Linked DNA regions of Mus musculus: all the other regions are linked to region 1. A link is a contact called in public HiChIP or PLAC-seq and promoter capture Hi-C data. All regions are on one chromosome and are shown on one strand. The core of a region is the stretch at or near the end of the contact, and the rest is flanking DNA. Distances in the headings are between cores, read along the strand shown.

Region 1 (4,618 bases), core at 806-3,305:
GGGAGGAAGGGAGGAAGGGGGAGGGAGGGAGAGAGAGAGAGAGAGGGAGGGAGGGAGGGAGGGAGGGAGGGAGGGAGGGAGGGAGGGAGGGAGAGAGAGAGAGAGAGAGAGAGAGAGAGAGAGAGAGAGAGAGAGAGAGAGAGAACGAGAATTGGGATTCTAGCAGAAGGAAACACAAGAAGCCTGAAGCCTCTTAAATGAAATGCCTGGAAAGAAGAAACGGAGCAACCATGACCACAAACCCCATAAAGTACCTGAATGTCAGCAGGGCCACAGTCACAGACACCCACGGGATGAATCCCCAGGAGCCAGATCTGCATCTGTCTGAGCAACAGAATAAATAGCATAGTATTGGATAGGAGCCCAAAACATACAATAAACACACCGGAGCCTTGTCTCACTTAACAGATGGAATAAATAATCAAGTTGGGGGGGGGGGTGAGAAGATGAGCGATTGGAGTTGTTTATGTAGGTCCTCTAGCCTCAGATAGGTGTCATATACCTGCCACCCTCTTACGTGGCCTGTGCGTGGTCACTTCCTCCCAAAGAGGACACTAGGGAACCAGGAAGATTGGCAGCTTCTCAGTGGGGAAGCCCAGCAGTGCGTCAGCAGGGCAATGTAGGTCAACAGAGCAGGGTCAACACAGCAGGGACTGGGCGTGCTGACAGCCTGTGTCCAGGAGAGCGGTGGAGGAAACGGTCCTTCACCTGGGCCTTCCTCTCAACACCTGGCTAAGCACCAGGAAAACACCAGATGAATCCCAGTGAGGCCAACCCTGCAGACACTTGACTAGTGTCCCTCAAACGATCAAGTGTAAGGAAAGATCAAACAGACTGTCCTCGTTAAATGCACCCAGGCACGGAGCGGCATGTGGGAACAGTCAGAAGTAAAGAGGTGGAGGCAGGGTGGGTCCTGGCATACTAATGCATTGGGGACTGGGGCATTCGGTGTGATTAATGTGTCCTGTTATTGTAGCATGCCGTCACAGGAGTCAGTATAGGATACGGGACCACTGCCCATTTTGAAAGACTTCAATTAGTCTAAAACTATTTTAAAATGAAAGTTTTGTTGTGCTATTTTGAGATGGGTCTCAGGCCATCACCCAGGCTAGTGAGATGCTGGCTCCAGCGTGAACTTAATCTTTTGTTAATCCTCCTGCCTCAGTTTCTTTGCCGAGATTCTAAGCATGAGCCCATCATGCCTGGCAAGTGTTATTTTTAAAATATATAAGATGAATTGTATAAAGAAATACCAGTGTTGGACCAGGCATGGTGGTGCATGTCTTTAATCCCAGCACTCAGGAGGCAGAGGCAGAGGATTTCTGTGAGTTTGAGGCCAGCTGCTGTACATAATGAGTTCCAGGCCAATGGAGCTACACGCTGAGACCTTGCCATAGATATGTATGTGGGAAAGTATACAATTTTAAAAACTGAAATAACACAGATATTTCTAAGAGCATTGGCATTGGTTATCAGCTCATTAAGGCACCAAACTGCATGTTATAATGTAACAAGTATTTTTAAAGGCGATGTTATAGTATGTCAAAAGTTACAACACTGAACAGTATTGTAAATTTTTCAAATAGCTTGAAAATATTGTAAGAGAAACAGAGTATTTCTTTCCAAAACTATTTTAGGCTGTGACAGAAGAATTTTGGGGGTAGACAAGACACCCCAACCCTGCTTCCCAAAGCCACAAAGGCATCAACAACCAGGCCAGTAAGTTGGGCCACTCTGTAGGCACATAGAGATATAGAAGGGACCGGGACTCCGGCATGGCTGTCAGGGCACCCACCTGCACAGAGCTGACCACGTGCTTACCTGCTATGGCTGATGATACATTCATGAAGGTTCTTCAGACATGAATAAGAAATGAATAGAGCTTAATATTCACCCAGGAGAGTAAATCAGCTCAACTAACTGCCCTTCAGCCCCAAGTCATCCCTGCAAAGTTCCTCCATGCTAAGAGGCAAATAGAACCAAAGAGGGGATTTAAAACAAAAGCCCATGGGGCATATGTGTGGTCGACGTTTGGAGGGAGCAGAGTCTCATCTATGGGACAGTCCTGTGTGGCTGGACCCTGGGGTCACAGGGGAAGGGAACCGCAGAGGCTTTCAGAGCAGCATGGGTCTGTTTAATGTTTTCCGAACACATGACCCACCGAGATCTTAATCGATGCAGCATGTCCTTCTGGAGAGACCTAAATGGCTGCCCATAAACACGCAGTAAAAAGAAATGTGTTTAAAGTTACTACAGCCCTCCAGCCAGGCCATTCATGGTTTTAGTTACTGACCTAAGTTTAATGGGGAGTTCATCGTTTTCACACCACTCATGTGCTGTATGGAAAGAAGAGGTGAGTCCGTGACGGCAAACCCACATTGTCATTTCCTGAGTCACTCCGTCCCCAGTGATCACATGGCCACAGGTTGTTCTGTGCTCAGACCCTAATTCTTAGCCAGGGCACTGTTAACATCAGTGGGGGTTAGGGGGTGGTGTGCTATCATGGGGGTCGTCCTGTGTATCACAGGACATTAGTCAGCATTCCTAGCCTCCCCTCCCTAAGTCCTGACAATCAGAAACATCTGCAGACCCCTCCTAGGGGGTGTGACCACCGTCATCCTGTTAAGATCAAGGATCTGAAAGCCACAAGTATGAGAATGCTGCCCACTGCCCGCATTTGCAAATAAAGCTTTATTAGAACATAGCCGCCCCGCACTGCATTGTTTATGAGTATGTGGTCAGTTTCATAGCACTTGGGCAGAGCTGAGGGTTCCCCCATGCAACAGGGAATGCAGAACACGCAGGGCGTTGAAGCATTCACTGTCCCAGCAGAAGGTTCTGAGCCTCTGCTCAGCTCCAACCACACTGGGTTCTCCCACACTCTTCCCATCTCCATCTACGCTGTGAGTGCCTGGCCAACCCTGCTCTCGCCCTCACTGACTTCAGCCAGACTTCTCAGGGCTCTCCCTCTGCTCCCCCTGCCAGCTTCAGATCATAGATAACCTATCACTTTTCTGTTTAAAAGCTGTTGAGGCCAGGGTCTTATGTAGTCCAGACTGGCCTCGAATTCTGTGTCCTCTAACTCTGCCTCCCAAATGTTAAGGCTAACAGACAGGTGCCACCATGCACGCTATCAATTGGATGTTATTTTAGAGATTTTTTTTATTTATCATTTGGTTATCTATTTGCATGTGTGTGGTGTGTGTGTGTCTGTGTCTCTGGTGTGGTGTGTGTGTGTAGTGTGTGTGTATGTGTGGTATATGTGTGTGTGGTGTGTGTCTATGTGTGTCTGTGTGGGGTGAGGGTGCAGGAGTGGTATGTTTGTTGTGTGTGCATTTGTGTGTGGTATTTGTATGTATGTCTGTATGCGATGTGTAGTGTGTATATCTATGTATGTCTGTGTGTATCTGTGTCTGGGGGGTATCTGTGTGCATGTGTATGTAGGTGGGTAGGGGTGTCCATGTGCATATGTATCTGTGTATGTGTGTATATGTTTGTGTGGGGTGTCTGTGTGCATGTGTGTGTGCATTTGTGTAAGTATATATGAGTGTGTGTATGTATATATATATATATGTGTGTGTGTGTGTGTGTGTATGTGTATGAGTGTGTGTGTGTCTGAGTGTGTATGAGTGTGTGTGTGTGTCTAGAATGTGTGAGTGTTTGTGTGAGTGTGTAGTGTAGTGTAGTATACTGGTTCCTCCTCTATTACTCTCCACCTGTTTCTTTGAGGCTGAGTCTCCCTAAACTCCCTAAACTAAAGCTTTCTGCAATTTCTGAGCAGCCATTACAGGCATGAGCGAGTGGTTTGGATCCCGATCATTCAAACTTCTGAATCATGACTACGTTTCACCATAGCCTTCTAGGTCTTAACAGCTTTGCTTTATCCACTCCTGCCTTACAATCAGCAACCTGGTATCTCTCTGGATAAGTGCACGTTCCATCGCCTCAGGTTCATCCTCTTGCCACTTCTGCTTGCACCATCCCTGTGTCCTGGTTGGGTTCACCTTGTGCTTTGCCTGACAAATACAGAGAGCTTTCTTGCTGTCCACCCTGACTGTTCAGGGCACATACACTTGTACACTCGCTGTTTATAGTTCTTTCCCGTCCCACATCACCTCTGTTTAGTCTCTGAATCTCACACGTATATTTCACTTGCTTTTGGAATTCAGCCTTATATAGTTTACCTGTAATAGCCCTACATTTTTAAATGATCATTTCAAGTGTGTTTTCCCGCCATGCTCGCATACCTGGGGTGGAAACAAAGAATGAGAGATAAGTTTTCAGAAACAAGACCTACTGAGAGTCCTCTTGCCCTCAGGACAAGGTGAAGCCTCTCCCACAGCCTTTCTCAGAGCAACCCTGGTTACCCCAGCATTCGGACGCTGCTATCACTGGCCTTTGTACCTGGTATCAATTGTTCTGTGCCTCACCAAGGACAAACATCCTGTCAAGTGTCCAGCAAAATCACACTACCACCCTTAGCTTTTGTCCCTGGGTGTCTTGGGAAAATGGCTCCAGGTCCCCAGCACACACGAACCCCATGGATGTGTTTTATATAACATATTGTCCGGCCTCCTACGCATATTACTCTAGATTACTCGGGATGCAAGGCTGAAAA
Region 2 (4,618 bases), core at 666-3,165, 1.5 Mb before region 1:
TGGGGTGGGGGCTTCCTGGAGGAGGAGGCAATGAGCCATGCCTGGCGAAGCAGGAAAGACCAGAGCTCAAGCAGGTGAAAGAACACACATCCAGAGTCATCAGTACTAACCAGACAGGTTATCAGGAAGCCAGAGAGAGGCCCTATAGCAGGGGCATGAACGGAGCTCCCTAGAGATGATAGCCCTCTTACTGTGCCTGGACCAGAGCGTCCCCCTCACTTCCCTACAGCTCCAGCCCTGCCACTGTTCCCCCATCAATCTTCTAGGAAGGCTGGATGTGTTCTAAGGCTCATGGTTTTGTGGTTAGAAAGAGAGATTTGGGGCTGGGGTGTGGTCCCCTGGCAGAATGCTGCTTAGCGCATGCGAAGCCCCGGGTTGATTCTTCATAGATGCTGGGGGTGGGGGTGGGCGCCTTTAATACCCCAAGTGGGAAGGCAGAGGCAGAAGGATCCAGATATCAAGGTCATCTATAGGAAGTCTGAAGCCAAACGGAACTAGAGAGTTTTGGCTCTGCGGTGCACATCTTTAGGAGGCAGAGAACAACAGAGGACCACAAATTTGAAGTCCACTTGTGCAGCTAGGAGTCAGGAACCTTTCATGTATCCTAGAGTCCCAGATACCTTACCCGCTCCCATCCCTCAGGAAGCCTACCTCATCCTCTTAGCAATGTACCAGGCAATGTAGAATGTGACCACATTTGGCAGGTCCCTCCCTCCCCCCCCCCACCTCTGTGTGTGTGTGTGTGTGTGTGTGTGTGTGTGTGTGTGTGTGTGTGTGTGTGCGCGCGCACCCGCACATGCAGACACACACAGGTGTGGTCTTTCTGGATCCCATGAGCACGTGTCCCTGTCCCTGTCCACAGGTCTTCCCTACCTAATGCCAGGTGCCCAGAGAATTCAGAAAGGGAAACTGGAGAGACAGGGGAGAAGCTGAGGAGGCCCCTGCTCCAGCCTCAGCACCCTCAGGCACCTGCTCTCCTCCTGTGGCACAGGAAGGGGAACCAAGGTCCCTTCTGCTGTGCCTGGTAAGTTCACAAGAGTAGGGAGGATGCCTAACCCAGACATGTGGGAGACAACCACAAGAACAAACCCACAGAACAGTTTCTAGGTCCTGAGCCCTCAATTGCAGCTGCAGCAGCAGCTCAGGCACAAACTGAATTTGAAAGATGTAAAAGTCACAGGGAAGCTTGCACAGTTTAGGGGCCGGTCAGGAAGATGTCAAAAAAGTGAAAGCTCCAAGAACAGACCTATCAGTTCAAGACCTGGCCAACGACAACCTGGAGACCAGGAGACCAGCCCGGATGCCGCTGGCAACTAAAACTGAAGGTGGCCGTTGAATAAATGCGAGTTAAACTTACTCGAATTAAACCCACAGGAAACAGCATTGCTGATCTGATGAAATACAAGCGTTTACAGATGCTCCAGCGCCAAAGGGATGGCTGGAGAGAAGGGAGTGTAGCGTCCTCCAGCGCGCAGCGGGGTATCCGCATGACAGTGCCCACCCTGGGACCTCGGAGAGATCCACCGCAGGAAAGCTACTATCCTCCGGTGGGATCTTCGGGGTCTCCCGCGTCCCCAAGGAAAAAGGCATATCCTGCTTCCTGAGCAGGGTCTGCACACAGCAGGCGCATACTAGCTGCAGGCGAAGAACCCGCGGGGCGCGCTGGCCCACCACCACACCACCCCTGACCCCCGTGCGCACTGTCCCCCGCCCATATCCTATTCACCCCATTGTGGCTACTGTGTCCCAGCTAGATTCGCGCGCGCTCACCGAGCATCTCCTTGCGCCTCTGGGTGTGCGGCTGGTCGCTGTAGACCCACTCGAAGTCGCTGCGGGCCGCGCTATTACCCATGGTGGGGACGTTGGAGCCCTAGCGAGCTCTCCGCTGCGCAGTGTTCACCTGTCACAGCATACCTAGGTGTCGCGGGCGGGGACCTAGGGACCCGGGCGGGGCCGGGGGCAAGGGGCGGAGTTGAGGCTAAGTCTCCTCGTGGGCGGACCTAGGGGCGGGTCGCGGTGGTCCCCTGGAACCCAAGTGGCCTGGGTTGGGAGATGCGGTCACTCCTGCACCCTGGCAGTCCTGCAGGGGCCGCCAGTAATCTTGGATTCCTGGCGGTGTGGCAAAGCCCCAGGCAACTTGTAGGCGGTGCGCTCCGGTGCACACCTGTCTCCGCGCCAGGGTTGCCTTATCGTGGAGCGCAGTTCACGCTGGGACTCATGGGTGTCTGGGTCTTCTGATTTGGGCGTTCGGGTCCCCACAGGGGAGTAAGTGGGAATGTTGGGGGAGAAGAAGCTGGGAAGAGGGCTATCTGGAGCTTGGGACAGGCAGGCCCCAGCAACGTCTTCCCAGCGTGTCCAGGCAGAGTGACATAAAGACACAACAAAAATGCAGAAGAGTCAAACACGAGGGCTGGAGGTATAGACATGATTCAGGGTGATCTGTGCCATGGCGCAGATTGGTCTTGGAGCAGCTTCTGCACTGGATCTTGTAGGACAAGTAGCTCAATAGCCAGAGAAAGGGGAGGAGATTGATGGTTAGGGGATCCGCAGGTGCAAGGCTTAAGAAGTAAGGCGCCTCGGGCATCCTTTTTTTTTTTTTCTTAATTGGATATTTTATTTATTATTTATTTACATTTCAAATGCTATCCCCTTTCCCCATCCCCCCCAGAAACCCCCTATTCCATGCCCCCTCCTCCTGCTTTTATGAGGGTGTGCCCCCACCTACCCACCCACTTCTGTCTCCCTGCCCTCTCATTCCCCTACACTGGGGCATCGAGCTTCTTAGGGCCAAGGGCCTCTTCTCCCACTGATGCCTGACAAGTCCATCCTCTGCTACATATACAGAGCCCTCCATGTATACTCCTTGGTTGGTGGTTTAGACCCTGGGAGCTCTGGTTGGTTGATATTGTTGTTCTTCCTATGGGATTGCAAACCCCTTCAGCTCCTTCAGTCCTTTCTCTAACTCCCCCATTGGGGACCCCGTGATTAGTCCAATGGTTGGCTTCGAGCAACTGCCTCTGTATATGGCAGGCTCTGGCAGAGCCTCTCAGGAAACAGCTCTATCAGGCTCCTGTCAGCAAGCTCTTGTTGGCATCCACAGTAGTGTCTGGGTTTAGTGACTGTATATGGGATGGATCCTCGGGTGGGGCAGTCTCTGGATGGCCTTTCCTTCAGTCTCTGCTCCACACTTTGTCTCTGTATTTGCTCCAGTGTGTATTTTGTTACCTTCTAAGACATACCGAAGCACCCACACTTTGGTCTCCCTTTGTCTTGAGCTTCATGTGGTCTGTGAATTGTATCTTGGGTATTCTGAGCTTTCAGCAGGAGAGGGCTTGGTCTGTGACAGCAGAGCTCTTACCTGCTCTCCCCCTGCTTCTGCTCTTCCAGAGCCTTAGAGCCTGGCCTCTCTATGACCCTGCCTAGCACAGGGGACAAGACCAAGGGCAGACATGGGACAGACAGAGTCTTCATCTTCCGGAAGTCTAGAAGCATGGGTCACTCTCAACCCCAGGTAGAGCTGGGGGAGAGGACTTAGACAGCCAGCGGTGTCTGGAGCACGGCGGGCACTTCGGATGACTCCACAGTTCAACAGGGCAGACACTCAGTCACACTGTCCTCACTGCAGCATATGGGAGCCAGGGCCAGAGGCCCATTACTGCCACATCAAAAACAAACAAACAAACAAACAAACAAAAAACAAAACAAAACCAAGCAAATGAACAAACAAACTCTCAGCCGCCATCCCACCAGTTGCCAAATGAGAGATCTGAGGCCAGATGAGAAAGCCACATCTCAGGCAGGCAGGAATGGAGACAAGCAGACCTGTAACTGGACCGAGCCCCTAACCTCTGTTCTGGAGAGCTGCCAGGGTCAACGTACTGCCTTACATTGATCACCCATCTTGATGCCTCTATCTAGGTTCCTGTTCTGCCCTCCAGGCACCACCTGCCTCCTGGTCGGGCCCAGGTCAGGGGTTAGAAAACATAAGCTTTGCATGAGACACCTCCTGCCCAGAGAAAAGCAACCAGGTGGTGTCCTCAATTCATAGAGGAGAAAACTTTTGAGGCCAAAGATGACTGAGGTATCCAGACATGGTGCAACATTCCTGTAACCCCTGGGCTCAGGAGGCTGAGTCAGAATTGCAAGGGTGAGGCCAGCATGGGCTCCAGGGTGAGACTCTGTCAAAGGAGAAAGAGAGTTTGGGGTGTTTTGCAGATATACGTGTGTATCTCTGGTGTCTCCAAGAGGCACGTCTTAGCACACATGGAGCAATGATCCTGTGAGATTTTAAAGGAGCTAAAGCATTGTGTGGCCAAGCACCATGGTAACACATGCATCTCACAGTCTGAAGTGATGCTGGTATGAGCTGATAGGTAAATGCACGCTATATAATCATGTGCCGTGAGTCACAGTGGCTGACGGGAATGCCAAGCTGAGCGGTTCTGTGATATGTGTGGTTCACATTGTCATTTTCCAGGGTGTTCCTTGTGTTACTAGCAATAAATCACTGAGGCTGTCATCAGTGCACCCCAGGGGTAGACACCTTGCCAAACATCACTAGTGATGTTTTAAACAAAATCTCAATCGTTTGATTTTACCAATAAAGACTCAGGAGCCA
Region 3 (4,618 bases), core at 1,311-3,810, 1.3 Mb before region 1:
CAGGCACGCTGAGTGGCTGTCACTTGGTCCCGGCCTTTTCCACAGGAATTTTGCCAGAGTGAGAACTCATCCTCTGTCCCCTGCTTCAGCATCCTCTGCCTATGACACAGCCCACTTCAAACTGACTCTTCCAGTGGCCTGTACCTACCGTGTCTGCACTTGCATCTCCTAAGACTTATTCAGTCTCCACAGACTCTCACCTATGTCCTCATGAGCTCTCTACCTCTGATTGCTGATGGCTGCAGCAGCAGGCAACTCAGGATTACTTGGCAAATCACTGTCAATGAATCTGACTTATAAATTGAGGTGAGGTGCCCATTGTTTCTGACATTGTGTGCTCAAGGCTCTTTCAGGTACTCTTAGGGTAGAGAGAGGCTGTACTGGCTAGTTTTGTGTCAACTTGACACAGCTGGAGTTATCACAGAGAAAGGAGCTTCAGTTGAGGAAATGCCTCCATGAGCTCCAACTGTAAGGCATTTTCTCACATAGTGATCAAGGGGGAAAGGCCCCTTGTGGGTGGGACCATCTCTGGGCTGGTAGTCTTGGTTCTATAAGAGAGTAAGCTGAGCAAGCCAGGGGAAGCAAGCCAGTAAAGAACATCCCTCCATGGCCTCTGCATCAGCTCCTGCCTCTGACCTGCTTGAGTTCCAGTCCTGAACTTCCTTTGGTGATGAACAGCAGTATGAAAGTATAAGCCGAATAAACCCTTTCCTCCCCAACTTGCTTCTTGGTCATGATGTTTGTGCAGGAATAGAAACCCTGACTAAGACAGAGGCCTCAAGAGACTCATGAGCCTCCTGCATCATGAAGGACACTGGACAGGGCAATGGTGGCACATGCCTTTAATCCCAGTACTTGGGAGGCAGAGGCAGGTGGATTTCTGAGTTCAAGGTCAGCCATGTCTACATAGTGAGTTCCAGGACAGCCAGGGCTACACAGAGAAACCCTGTCTTGAAAAAACTAAAAAAAAAAAAAAAAAAAAAAAATAGCAGGACACTACTAGGCCCACTCTTTTGAGAGTCTCCTGTGGGTTGTCATAGCTGCTATGCTTCGACAAGCAGCTGCTGGGTTCAGCTGGGAGCAGCTGCTGACCCACACCAGTCCTTGCAATCACCTCTGGGCTTTTCCTGGCTGTCAAGGGCTCTCTGTTTCACTTCCAGCACATCAGGTCTCTAGGACAGAGACTAGGTTGTTGTGTTTACTGAGGAGTCCTACGCTTTGGTACCTGGCATGTGTTAGTTGCATGCATCAGGAGCCTGGACAGGTGGGCTGCTGTCCAAGAACAATGACACAGTTAGAGGAGTGTCGGTGGACAGTGGCAGCTGGACCTGACTGAGATCATGGAGGACAGACACCAAGATCGGCAGAGAGAGAAAGGTGTCTGGGGTAAACTGGGGTCTTGGGCCCTACTGTTGGGGTGGATGCCCTAACCATTGGCAATATGGGACTGAAGGGGCTCGGTCCTCTTAGGTGGATAGTGTGTTTTAGGTTCCCTCATTATCCGAGGTCCTAGCTTCTTGAGTGTAACATCTGGCTCAGCTTCCTCTCTAGAGCGACAACCCATCGTCTCCCTCTCGACCTTCTGTTAATGAATTTGGCTGGCGATTCTGCAGGAACCCAGCTGGAGCTTGCTCTGTGTGTGCACAGATTTTGTGGGTGCAGAAGCAGAGGTTATAGGGAGCTCAAAGATCTTGTCACAAAGCCAGATGTCACAAAGCCAGATGGCAGTGTCAACTTCCAACCAGATGCTGAGCCATGCCCCTGCACAGGCCAGGATGGACATCGAGGTTGGCCTTGGACAGGATGCTTTCTGGCCTCTTCTGCCCTCTGCCCTCTGCCGTGGCAGCCAGCACTGACGACTTGTCTAAACATAGACAAACTGTCAGGGCGAGGGGTCATCCCTAGTTTGAAACCAGCCTGTTCAAGGCCAGCCTACGGAGAACAGAAAAACAGGTGGACACGTGGCCTCCTGATGCCCTGCCCTGAGGGTCATTCAGACAGAACTGCAGAATGCCCCATGTCAGCATGCCCCTTCCCTTCATTTGGCAGCTCTCTGGCTCGAAGGCCCCCTGTAGGGCTGCAGCCTGCGTCTTTGAGCCCCTGAACTGAACTAGCAGCCGTAGCCATAGAGACAAGGCTGCACTTTCTGCATCGGCTGGCCGCCATCAAATAGATTGGCTCTTAGGTAGTGCCTGCCTCAGGCAAGTCCCCTTTGGGGTTTTGGTGGTTCCATGATGAGAACAGGCTTTTGCTTTCCCTCCCTTTTAGGGCTGGAGGTGACATGTAAAGTGGGGTACATCTCCGAAGGGACCACTGTTTATGCCATCACCATAAGCAGTAGGAAGCCCGGCCTAATCTGAGTCTGGGGATAGAGGCAGACTTAGGTCTGGGAGCTGGCTACCTCCCATGACCTCTCACATGCTTTCCCGATGCTCGGGTCATTGGCACCCCGAACCTTGTGGGGCATGTGAGTGTGGGCATCAAAATAGCCTGTTAAACAGCCCTAGCTCCGCCTCTGCTCACAGGTATTTAAGATCTGCAGGATTTGTAGGAGCCGGCCAGTGTGGCATTGGCAGTAACACCGGAAACCTTCTCATTTTCTGTGCTGTCCATGGATTTTGTTGCTGGGGCCATTGGAGGTATAAGACTTGGATAGAGGGGCGCAGGGGCTGGGGAGGGTTGGGGTGGTGTGCTTGTGTGTGTGTATGTGTGTGGCAGCCCTGTGCAGTCAGGGTTTGAGCAGATCCATGGGCACGGACCACATAGCCTTGAAGATCAGGCAGGAGGCTGAGCCAGTCTAGAGATTCCTGGCTTGGGAGCAGGAACTTGACCCTGTGGGCTGAGATGGCTGGAGTCCTGGGGAGAGACAGAAGGTTCCAGGGAAGAATTGTGTACCCAGGAGTTCTGTTCGCAGGGAGCAGGGGCTAGATGTCAAGCAGGCCCAGCCGGATGGTTCTCTGGCCCACTGAGGCCTACTGCTAACATCTAGCTCCCCTGCGGCTGAAACTGTCTCCCTCAGAGGTGGCTGCCTGCTGGACTCCCTGTGAGCACCATTGATCCTCAGGCTGTGAGGCTACTTTGAGTGAGGCACCCTTGGCCCTGCAGCTATTGTGAAATAGATAGCTGTGGGTGGCTGTTTCTCACTGCTGGGAACAGCCTGGGGGCTAGAAAGGAAAGAGAGTCCCAGCTTCAGCTTCAGGGAGGATGGCTCCTGGCCTTGGCTCTGCTGCCAGGGTCTTGACCTACACCATCCTGAGGCTGGCTGCTCCCCTGAGTGTTGGTGTCACAGGAAGTCACATGGAAGCCACATCCTCCTTATAGCCACAGGAAAGGTCCTAGTCAGGAGAATCCTTGCTCTGTGCTGGGCCTGGGTCCCCGGTCCTAGGGACTTGGACCCAAGCCTGTCCTTGAAGAACTCTAGATCTAGAGGAGGCCATGGAATATGGGGCCTAGCAACAAGGCCATGGGACGCAGACCCTGATCAGCATGTTTCTGGGCGGAGGCACAGAAAGGAGGCCTAAGAGAGGATGGCTTTGAGGGTGGATAGGAGTTGGTAAAGTGTTTAAGAGATGTATCGGAGCCTCCTGTCAGGCACTTGCTTTATATCCTGCCCCTAGGAACTCCCTCTTCTGCTAGCCCATGGGTCTTGCCATCCTTAGGATCTTTTGTTTTTGTTTTTTTTTCGAGACAGGGTTTCTCTGTATAGTCTTGGCTGTCCTGGAACTCACTCTGTAGACCAGGCTGTCCTTGAACTCAGAAATCCGCCTGTCTCTGCCTCCCAAGTGCTAGGATTAAATATCCTTAGGATCTTTACCCTGGGGTAGAAAGCCCAAGCACTTCACTGGCCCCTGAGTTTCTTCAAAGGTTGTGCTGGCTGTATTATGGAGGCCCTGGTTCTAGAAGTAGCAGAGGGGCAAGGAAGGCATCGTAGATCTCCTGGTCCAAAGCCAGGGTTGGCATTATCAGCCTCTCTGCAAGACGAGTTAGCAGCTGTGTCCACTGTCCTCAGGTAACCAACCCACTCAGACCAGGGAATGGTTACTTAGTGGCAGGCCCGAGGCTCTGACCACCAGGCGGCCCACTGCCTGGGTCTGTGTGGGTGCTTAGAGGGCAATGGTAGGCAGTTTTGTTGTACAGAGAGCCAGATGGCAAGGAGTTGCAATTGTGTAATCTCCTGAGACATGACCCCCAGTGGCTTAAAGACCTCCCGCAGGCTCTGCCACCTCTCACACGTGGGCCTCTTGGGGGGGGGGGTTTATGCCACCACAGCAGCGGTGCACACTGTCCCACACTCACCTTCAGTTCCAGGCAACGTCCAGGGCAGGGGTCTGGGCTGCCGCCTTGACCTGTGTTCAGCATGTGCCTCTCCCCGAACCCTGGGATGTGGGGGTGTCTGCCCCCATCTTCCACACAAACACTGAGGCTTGAGGGCAAAGTTTACGTGGCTCAGAGACAGGGTTAGCCAGAGCGGAGCCAGGTGTTCTCCCAAAATGTGATGTCAGAGGGGAGGCGGAGGAATGTCTGTCCTTGGCATGGCCATTGGGAATAGCCACTGTTGGGCCAGGGTAGGGAGTGTCTAGCGAGCTTGGTAGGTGCATCCTGAGCCACAGTTACTCAC

Evidence for each region. Promoter capture Hi-C pulls out the DNA fragments that hold promoters and counts their contacts. HiChIP or PLAC-seq counts read pairs in DNA pulled down with a chosen protein or histone mark.
Region 2: a contact with region 1 is called in a FOXA1 HiChIP or PLAC-seq map of pancreatic cancer cells. The contact joins the promoter of Degs2 here to the promoter of 3110009F21Rik in region 1. A contact is called at or near these places in 1 of 39 promoter capture datasets (hippocampal neurons) and 1 of 115 datasets of contacts at active chromatin or transcription factors (pancreatic cancer cells).
Region 3: a contact with region 1 is called in a promoter capture Hi-C map of liver, with 4 times the contacts expected there. The contact joins the promoter of Slc25a47 here to the promoter of 3110009F21Rik in region 1. A contact is called at or near these places in 1 of 39 promoter capture datasets (liver) and 1 of 115 datasets of contacts at active chromatin or transcription factors (pancreatic cancer cells).

Annotation. Positions count from the first base shown.
Region 1 is chr12:110,156,018-110,160,635 of GRCm38.p6, forward strand. It overlaps 3110009F21Rik (RIKEN cDNA 3110009F21 gene), which reads right to left and starts at 2,056. Exons shown (of 3, transcript NR_045466.1): 1 at 1,822-2,056; 2 at 255-324.
Region 2 is chr12:108,700,391-108,705,008 of GRCm38.p6, forward strand. It overlaps Degs2 (delta(4)-desaturase, sphingolipid 2), which reads right to left and starts at 1,916. Exons shown (of 3, transcript NM_027299.5): 1 at 1,771-1,916. The coding sequence starts at 1,852. Gm40572 (a long non-coding RNA gene) reads right to left here. Exons shown (of 4, transcript XR_872978.2): 4 at 3,134-3,655.
Region 3 is chr12:108,848,569-108,853,186 of GRCm38.p6, forward strand. It overlaps Slc25a47 (solute carrier family 25, member 47), which reads left to right and starts at 2,561. Exons shown (of 6, transcript NM_001012310.2): 1 at 2,561-2,639. The coding sequence starts at 2,612.